Regions from separate parts of the Mus musculus genome. Here region 2 is linked to region 1. A link is a contact called in public Hi-C data. All regions are on one chromosome and are shown on one strand. Each heading gives the region's core, a stretch centred on a gene start, on an enhancer-like site or on the middle of the called end of the contact. The rest is flanking DNA. Distances are from core to core; before and after follow the strand shown.

Region 1 (4,652 bases), core at 1,929-4,428:
TTCAAGACAGAGAAACTCTGTGATATAGCCCTTGGCTGTCCCAGAATTCACATTATAGATTAAAGAACAAGCTGGCCTTGAACTCACAGAGATGCACCTGCTTCTGCTTCCCACGTGCTGGGAGTAAAGTGTGCAATGCCACACCCTAGTATATTTTAAAGAAGAGGAACGTTGGAACGCATGACATGAGTATGAGTGGATATGGTCATTTCCACAATGGATTGCTTTCCACGAAGCAACACATGCTGCAGAATGCAGGGCAGGCAGGCCTAACACTTTCCAGCGTTACCTGAGCTAACCTTGGATGGCCATTCCAGGTATAGATCTCAGAATGTCTGAGCACCTCCTACTTTTGAATCCAAACTACTGAGATCACTGTTTTCTTCGAGGGAGACAAGTTCTCCTGGGATCTGCTCCTTTTCCTTCTGCCCTTCCTGACCTGTTTTAGTGTGGAAATCAGCTAACCTAGAAATATGATAACACAAGAAACTAAAATCACTGTGACTCACTCAAACCGACTAATGCCCTTTCAGAACCACACTGCTGTAAACCACATTTTTCTCTGTTGACTTCTGAAGGTTTGTTACAAACCTTTCAAAGGCACATGTTTAAACTCCCCTTAGTACAATGCTATGCACATAAGTTTGTATACTTAAGAAAATGGAAGGCTAACACGTGGCCAGAAAAGGAAGGACAATAGTATCTAGCCAGAAACTTGGCCTTAAATCTATTCAGAGTGGGGCTGGAGAGATGGCTCCAGTGGTTAAGAGCACTGACTGCTCTTCCAGAGGTCCTGAGTTCAATTCCCAGCAACCACATGGTGGCTCACAACCATCTGTAATGGGATCTGATGCCCTCTTCTGGTGTGTCTGAAGACAGCGACAGTGTACTCATATACATAAAATAAATAAATGATTCTTTTTTAAAAAAATATATTCAGAGCATAAATTAAACCCAGTGAGCCTTTAACACAACCCATGAAAGACCAACAGCACTGCCCTGCCTACTTTCCAATGTGCCCACGTGATGTGGGGACAGACATCTGAGGAAACAATCAGCAAACAATGTCCTACCAATAGTTCCTTCCAGAAGAAGGAACTCCTTTCCTATCAAGCCCATTGTTCAGACACGCTTCCGCTACCTGAAAACGTAAGAGAACTAACTGTATTCTGGAAGCAGCAGCAACAACACAGCCTCTGACCCTGTACTCTGATGAGCCGAGAGCAGAGTGCAGGCTGTAAGGATCACAGCTGCCCTTCCTCTTGAACTGGGAGCGTGTTTCTAAAAGGAGACATGTCTAACTAGAAATTAGACAAGATCAGTCCCAACAACACTCAGTGTCCCTGTGGTGCTTCCTGTCCTCAGGTGACACCCAGGACAAAAACACCAGGACATATAGGCAGACAGAATAAGCCCCACGGGTGCCTGCATCCTAATCCCCGGAGCCCACAAAGGCAGCGGGAGACTTGACATTGCTCACAGGAGAGCGAAGTGACCTCCAGTCATCTAGGTGGACACAAGTCTCATAAAAGGGGAAGAGACGAAGAAGAGTCTCTTCACTGTCATGTCATTGTGGGATGTGAGGGAGATTCCACTGGCCACTGCAGGCTCTGAAGTGGGGAGGAGGGGCTAAGAGCCAGAGTGCTGCAGCCTTTTACAAGCTACTGGCCTCTTGGAGGAGCAAACACTGGGACATGCTGGACGGCTCGCTCTTCCTTCCTTCCTTCCTTCCTTCCTTCCTTCCTTCCTTCCTTCCTTCCTTTTAAAAAAGATTTATTTATTTTTATTTATATGAGTACACTATAGCTGTCTTCAGACACACCAGAAAAGGGCATCAGATCCCATTACAGATGGTTGTGAGCCACCATGTGGTTGCTGGGAATTGAACTCAGGACCTCTGGAAGAGCAGCCAGTGCTCTTAACCACTGAGCCACCTCTCCAGCCCACTGGCTGCTATTTCATCCCATTTGACTAGACTTCTACCTCCAAAGCCATAAGGTGGCAGGTCACTGTCATCACTTTTGACAGCAGCAGCAAGAAGCTAACTCATGGAGTGTCTTCTTTTTCTTTCTATATATCCTAAAGACCCCCAAGGTAAAGTAGTATTCCACCAGAGGTCTGTCTCCCTAGCTGTGTTCTTCCGGTTTTAAAAATCAAACACAAAAAAACTCAACTATCAATTTTTAATCCTTAAGGGATTAAACACTTGATGTTTCCTTAATTAATTCATCTTCCTATAGGTTACATTAGCCCCTTTAAAATAATATATTGGTACCCTCATCTTTATAGTATAGAATAATTATATCTTTCCAAGCAAATGTCCATTTTAAAAATAAATTGTACTGAAATATCAAAGACACAAAGTGATCTAGGGACACACACCTTTAATCTCAGCACTCAGAAGGCAAAGGAAGTCAGATCTCTGTGAGTTCAAGACCATCCCTGGTCTACATTGCAACTTTCAGGCCAAGCAAAGGCTACAGTGTTAGAGCCTGTAAAAGAAGAAGAAGAAGAAAAAGAAAAAGAAAAAGAAAAAGAAAAAGAAAAAGAAAAAGAGAAAGAGAAAGAGAAAGAGAAAGAGAAAGAAAAAGAAAAAAAGAAAAGGAAAAAATCAGCCGGGTGTGGTGGTGCATGCCTTTAATCCCAGCACTCGGGAGGGAGAGGCAGGGGGATTTCTGAGTTCGAGGCCAGCCTGGTCTACAGAGTGAGTTCCAGGACAGCCAGGGCTACACAGAGAAACCCGGTCTCGAAAAACAAAAACAAAAACAAAAACAAAAACAAAAACAAAAAAAAAAAAAAGAAAGAAAGAAAAGAAAAGAAAAAAATAATCAAAGGCATAAAATGTCTCCTCACTTTCCAAACAGTCCAACAGTGACAGGTTCAAATGTTTACTCCATAGCAGCTACATCAGGAACCAGACCTCCAAACAGGCCACAAACCTACAGAACAGGAAAGCAAGCCACATGAGCTACAAGGGCTCTGCTTCCAAGTGGGATTAACAACTGCTATGACCAATCCTATGACTTTAGCTCCTATGTTGAATCAGAAATCCAGGATTCAGTCAACAAACTTAGAGCCAATGTACAGAGCCTTGGTAAGCATGTAGGTTGAATCAGATAACAAGAGAGGAAGTCCTGTCTATTGAGTGGGACTAACAGGGTCAGAAGTCACTGCAGCAGGAACCCCTGGGCCTCTGTGAGACATCCCAGACACAGAGGAGCCTTCCTGCTGCCCTGTAGTACACTCCTAAAGCGCTGCTTCCTCTGGAGGAAGAGACTGGGATGGGAGGCCAGAGTCCTTATAAAACCTCCCCAGCCTAAGCGTAGCCATCAATCCTCGAGGAATCACACCTCCTCCACTCTTTGTGACTGAAATCTGAGCAGAGAGAGAACCTGTAAATATCTGGGTGGTGGTTAGAAACCACAGAAAAAGGAAATCATGTAGCAGAAGGTAGCTGTTACAGCACCAGAGGGTCTCCGAAGCTCCGCCCACTCAGTCCAGTTGTCTGGTAGTCATCTTCACCAGAGCAGCAGTCCACCAGGAGGCATCAGAACAGGATGCCATCAGCGTTTCCAAGGCACCTAGATGTGCTCCTGAGACCCACAGCCTGCACTTAGGATGCCAGGTGCCCTTCCCTCAAAGACAGTCAGCATTCTTCCGTAGGTCCTGAACCTGAGCCCCACGTTCACTCTTAACCTGCAATGCTTGAGCTCTCTGGCCTGTGGACCACCCTGACCGAAACCTGCTCCTCCTCTGGAGAGCCATCAGTCAGGGACACAGACCTGGCTCTGTTCTGTTCCTCCACTGAATGGGGAGCCTTTGTCTTCAGCCTTGACGAGGCTCTAGGTGGCTGTGAGACAGTGCATTCAGACATGCTAGAGGCAGGCTCACCAATGCAGACCTAGGCAGCTGCATCTCTCCTATGTTCTGGCTGCACAACCACCAACCTGGAGTGTCTGGACTCCAGGGAATCAAAGACCAGGCTGCATGACCCTGGTGCTACCAGCCAAGCTGTTTGCCAGAGGCCCTGAGAGGACACGGGCTTGACCAAATTACTACCACCCAGCAAGCTTAAGAGACAGAAACTACTTTTACCCAGGATCCCCAGAAACACCACAACCCTAAGAGTCTCAACAACTCTTTCAATATAAATGATTCAGTAACCTGCAACACAGGCCACGCAGAGACGTGGAACTATGTCCAGCTATGAGGTAAAGATAAAAAGTTTAAAATGTGGATAACAAGTATGTATAGCATAGGACAATGCATAAGATGTGTACTAATGGGTGGGGGCAATAAGAAGGAGCCGAGGACATAGCTAATCTGCTGGAAGAGCAGCTCAAGTTGGAGAAAGCAAGGTCCTGAGGATGCCAGGAGGGAAAGGAGAGCTGGCAGGGGGGGAGAGAGGGGAAGCAGGGGGAGCTCTGGGAAGAGGAAGAAAGGTGGGAAGGAGGAGGAGGAAGAGTGGGGAGGAGAAGGAAATGGAGGAGAAGGAAATAGAGGAGGAGGGGGGCCCTCTCTTCACTGACAACAACCCATCCCTCACAGTAGGGGTTAAACAGCAAGTGCAAAGTGCTAGCAGTTTACCAAGGTGGAAGCAACTCAACAGGGTGACCCCTGATTGGGATGTTCCACCTTAACCTAGAGCTTAG
Region 2 (4,845 bases), core at 603-3,102, 130 kb after region 1:
TGGCTTGTCTCACAGCTGACTTGTTCACAGGTCTATCCTCCCAATCCACTGAATATTTCTTTTACTTTGTTTTGTTGAGACAGGGTCCCTGGCTGGCTTGGAACTGACTTTGCAAACCAGACTGGCCATGAACTCACAGAGATCCAGCTGCCTCCAGAGCACTGGGGTTACAAGTATGTACCACCAGGCCAGCCTCTGGGTGAATGTCTCTTAAGGTTGTAGTTCATTTGCTCAAAAGTATTTCTTGGGCACACAAGCCATGTGCCAAGGCTGTTCTGAAGCTGGGGCTACAGATAAGCAGGATCTCTGTCCTCTTGTGTGGCACAGACCACCGCTCAGTAGGAAATAAAAGGCATGGGCTTTGAAGATGGCTCAGTAGGTAAAGTGAATTTGATCCTATGTAAGAGCAGAGCGTGGTGGCTGTGCCTGCAAGCCTTGTACTGGGGAGGCAGAGTCAGGCTTTATCTCTGGGGTTGTGTGGCCAGCCAGTCTACCCGAACCAATAGCTCCAGGTTCAGCGAGAGACTCTGCCTCAAAAAAATAAGGGGGAGAGTCTTGAAAAAGACATCCCAATGTTGACCTCTGGCCTACACACACACAGGAAATACAGAGTATAACAGGCTCCATCCAATGGTGTTGCCTAGAGCCTTGTAGGGGCCCAAGTGAGGGGTGAAGGCTGCTGCCTGGGAGAAATAATGGTTCAGGGGTTGGAGGCAGAGTCCTCCAGATAGCTGGGTAGGCACACTTGGAGAGCCAGTGTGCTGGATGTGTAAGGCCAGGGCCCAGGAGCCAGGCTGGCTGTGAGGAGGGGAGTGGGGTGGAGCCAGCGGTCAGCAGGGTCTGAGATGAGCTTTGGTGCGGGGAGCCTGCAGCAGCTGTTGGTGGTGACTCACTGCTGAGCAGAAAGATTGGAAACACATGTTCCCTCGGAGAGGCAGGCGTATTCATTACTCAGAGCTGAGGGTTCCTGTTGAACCTGAACCTGGGTGGGGGTTCAGCTGGCAGCAGGCAGTGGTGAAGCCCGGCTCACTGTCATCACTTGAGCCACTGACCTTGGCTCACCCATGACCAGACCGTAGGAGACACCGAGGGTTCATTTCTAAGATAATGGCTGCCAAGTATCACATTAGCCAGTCTGGTTGCCCTGTTGTCTATCCATTGGAAGTTCTTTTGTAGTAAATACCAGATATCATAGTTCCCTTTGGAAAAAAAAATGTGTGTGTGTGTGTGTGTGTGTGTGTGTGTGTGTGTGTGCACTCCCCTCATGGCCTACCTAGCATGGCTCCTCCCACTACCTGGTGTGGCTCCTCCCACTTCCCAGCATGGCTCTGCCCCACCTGCCTTGTCCTCGTGTGCTTTCCAGGCAAGTCCATGACCTGGTACCACTGTCCCTCCAACTCCACCAACACTCTTAGTTCAAATCCTTCCTTGCAATTCTTTCTTCTCCAAGGCCTGTTCTCCACCTGAGTGGGTCTGCACTGGTCGGAAAGAGCAGCATTCTAGAGAGATCAGAATGTCCCCTCAGGAGGCCCCTGGGTGGGAAGGAAAACACTTGAGCCACGATAGCCCGATAGCCGGTCTAGGAAACAATAGCCCCCTTGGACTCTTTCAGAATGGAAGATGCTCTCAAAGCTCAGCCCTGGAGGAAGCTCCATACTTTCTGACCCTGTTCCTGAAATTTGAGAGAGGTGTGTTCCCAGAAGGTTGTGTGCAGCCCCATTCCCAAGGCCTCTGATCTCTCCGGCCCTGGTAGAGAGGGAAATCTAAACCACGAGCAGGCAGCTGCTCTGGGCTGGAGGGTTATCTGGAAGGTGTGTCCTGGCTGCTCCAGGCTGGAGGGTCATCTGGAAGGTGTGTCTTGGCTGCTGCTCTCATGATGCTGGCTGCCAGGGAAAGGACTGCTTTCAGATTCTCTGTGATCTGAGAAGGAAAACAAGAGCAGGAGGGGAAGGGGGACTTGACTCACAGACTCAAGGATGCAACTGTGACCCTTGGCCTGGTTTGCAGAGGGAGAAACACAACAGATCTATGGCTGAGACAGTCCGGCTTTCATAACCATCCTCTCTCTCCTCTGGACCCAGGGCGGCAAGAGCTCTGTCTGCTGTTCTGAAGGGCAGTGACATAAAGCAGTCGCCACTGTGAGCACTGTCCCGAGATGTGGAAACGTGAATGGTTGGAGTCACCACAGCCCCAAATTTCCCCATCAAAAATGTCCGTCAGGACCATACCATTAAACCCAGCCAGCAGTCAGAAAGCAGAGGCAAGTGGATCTCTTTGAGTCTGAGTCTAGGGAAGGCTACGTAGTGATACTTTGTCTGAAAAAGCCCCAAACAGAAAACAGACAGCCACAAAGTACACCTCAGCTGGGGAGATGAGTCAGCGGGTAAGAGCACTGGCTGCTCTTGCAGAAGACCTGAACTCAGTTCTCTGTTGTGATTTGGTTTATTGCTTGTATTGTTAATTGGGTTCCCAAAATTACAGGAATTCGCACGTCTGCACTTAAGACACTGAGGGTCCACAGCATCAGTTGGCTTTGATTGGTAAATATTAAGTTGCTGGAGGCCAATGGTTGGGCAGCGAAACAGAGGCGGGACTTTTAGGATTCCTAGGCAAAAAGCAAAGGAAGAAGAGAAAGGGATTGCTATGGCAGGAAAGGGATAAGATCCAGGCTTGAAAGTGGCAGAAGAGAAAGCTTACAATCATGTAAGAGCCGGGCAAGAACAGCTTCAGCCCCCTCCCCCCAGCTGGGTGTCTAGGGTAGCAAAGATGAAATATCTTTAATAAGTAATAACTCAGGAGTATCGGCGGGGAGGTGTCAGCAACGTGGAAGTTTGGGAGTGCCCAGCCCTTGAGCTGATTAAGGCATATTAAATATAAGCTGCATGTGTGTCTTTTATCTGAGAATCCACAATATTGGGGCGTTATCGAGGAACTCACACTGCCGCTGCTGGGGAGATCAAAGTAGGTTAATTAACAACAGCACATGTCCCCAGCACCACATAGTGACTCGCAAAAATCCAGTTCCAGGGAATCCACCCTCTTCTGATACTGTATGTACATGGTAAACAAACACACATGTATGCAAAACACCTATACATGTAAAAATAAAAATAAAAATAAATAAATCTTTAAAAACTGTCCATCTGCCTTAGTCGGGGTTTCTATTCTTGTACAAACATCATGACCAAGAAACAAGTTGGGGAGGAAAGGGTTTATTCGGCTTACACTTTCATACTGCTGTTCATCACCAAAGGAAGTCAGGGCTAGAATTCAAGCAGGTCAGGAAGCAGGAGCTGATGCAGAGGCCATGGAGGGATGTTTCTTACTGGCTTGCTTCCCCTGGCTTGCTCGGCCTGCTTTCTTATAGAACCCAGGACCACCAGCCCAGGGATGGCTCCACCCACAGTGGGCTAAGCCCTCCCACCTTGATCATTAATTGAGAAAATGCCTTACAGCTGGATCTCATGGAGGCATTTCTCAAGGGAGGCTCCTTTCTCTGATAACTCCAGCTTGTGTCAAGTTGACACAAAACCAGCCAGTACATTATCAAATAGTGGACAGATGAGTGTATCCATTCAAGAGATTGTTATGGAGCCGTGAGAGTGAAGTTCTTATGTGTGTTCCATGAATGAATTTCAAAAATACTAGGCCAAGGCAGATGTGATGGCTAACACGCATATCCCCAGTACTCGGGAGGTTGAGACAGGAGGATTGTGGCGTTGAGGCCAGTTTGGCTTACTTAGCAAAACTCTGGGCTCCACCCCCAATACTACACACACATAGAAGAAAAGAACACGATGCTGGGTGGAGGAATCCACACAAGAAAGACTCACTGAAGTCCACTCCTGAGACACTGGCTGTGGAGAGCTGGGGTGGAAGGGATGGGACACAGGGTTGAGAGCTAAAGAGTAGATAGTTTCTGTAAAAATGACAAAAATATTCTCAAGTTGATAGGCAGTGCAAGACTTGGTGGATGTGTACATTCCAGAACTAGGGGCTGGAGAGACGGCTCGGTGGTCAAGAGCAGTGGTGCTTGTACAAAGGACTATGGTTCTGTTAGCAGATCCCACATGGTGCCTTGCAACAGTCTGTAAAAATAGGGAATCCAGCGACCTCTTGTGGCCTTTGGGGGCACTGCATACATGTGGTGTATATTACATACATACATACAGGAAGGCAAAACAGGAATATACATAAAACTAGATATTTTAAGCCTCCCAACAACATCAACCTCCCCACAGGATTATATACTTTAAATAGATTTGCTATGCATATGTGAATCATATCTCAGTATCACTATTAAAAAAGAAGAGTTTAGCCAGGCAATGTGGTGGCACATGCCTTTAATTCTGACATGCAGGAGGCAGAGGCAGGCAGATCTCTGAGTTTGAGGCTAACCAGGTCTACATAGCGAGTTCCAGGATAGCCAGGGCTACACAGAGAAACCCTGTCTCAAAAACCTAGAAAAAGGAGAAGAAGAAGGAGGAGGAGGAGGAGGAGGAGGAGGAGGAGGGGGAGGGGGAGGGGGAGGGGGAGGGGGAGAAAGAGGGGGAGGGGAGGAGGAGAAAGAGGGGGAGGGGAGAGGAAATCATGTCTGAGGATGTCACTCAGCAGAGCGTTCACTTAATGTGTGCACAGTCCTGGAATCCGTCCCCAGCACTACATAAACAGGGCATGGTGGTACAGTCTGTTACCCCAGCCCTTAGGAGGAGAAGGAGGCAGGAGGATCGGAAGCGTGAAGTCATCCTTAGCTAGATAACAAGTTCAAGGCAAATAAGGAGGAAAGAAGTGTAAATTGGACCTTGAAAGCTGAGTTGTTTCAAAGCCAGAGACTAGAAGCTGAGT

Evidence for each region. Hi-C and Micro-C count contacts between places; a contact is called where the count stands out from the background.
Region 2: a contact with region 1 is called in a Hi-C map of peritoneal macrophages, with 2.2 times the contacts expected there. The contact joins two enhancer-like sites. A contact is called at or near these places in 11 of 484 Hi-C or Micro-C datasets (the N1E-115 cell line, embryonic stem cells, muscle stem cells and 4 more), 2 of 115 datasets of contacts at active chromatin or transcription factors (extraembryonic endoderm stem cells and pancreatic cancer cells) and 4 of 9 other capture datasets (adipose tissue, embryonic stem cells, liver and 1 more).

The regions. Positions count from the first base shown.
Region 1 is chr11:118,233,548-118,238,199 of GRCm38.p6, forward strand. The region is part of intron 1 of Cyth1 (cytohesin 1); the gene reads right to left. Among named protein-coding and RNA genes, the nearest start is that of Cyth1, 13 kb to the right of the region's middle. Within about 2 kb of position 3,179, at least 62 of the 459 cell types and tissues checked have an H3K27ac peak or open chromatin away from gene starts, as enhancers often do. A contact at or near this core is called in the N1E-115 cell line, adipose tissue, macrophages and 2 more, where this site is marked.
Region 2 is chr11:118,364,444-118,369,288 of GRCm38.p6, forward strand. No RefSeq gene overlaps it. Among named protein-coding and RNA genes, the nearest start is that of Timp2, 11 kb to the left of the region's middle. Within about 2 kb of position 1,853, at least 99 of the 459 cell types and tissues checked have an H3K27ac peak or open chromatin away from gene starts, as enhancers often do. A contact at or near this core is called in the N1E-115 cell line, adipose tissue, macrophages and 2 more, where this site is marked.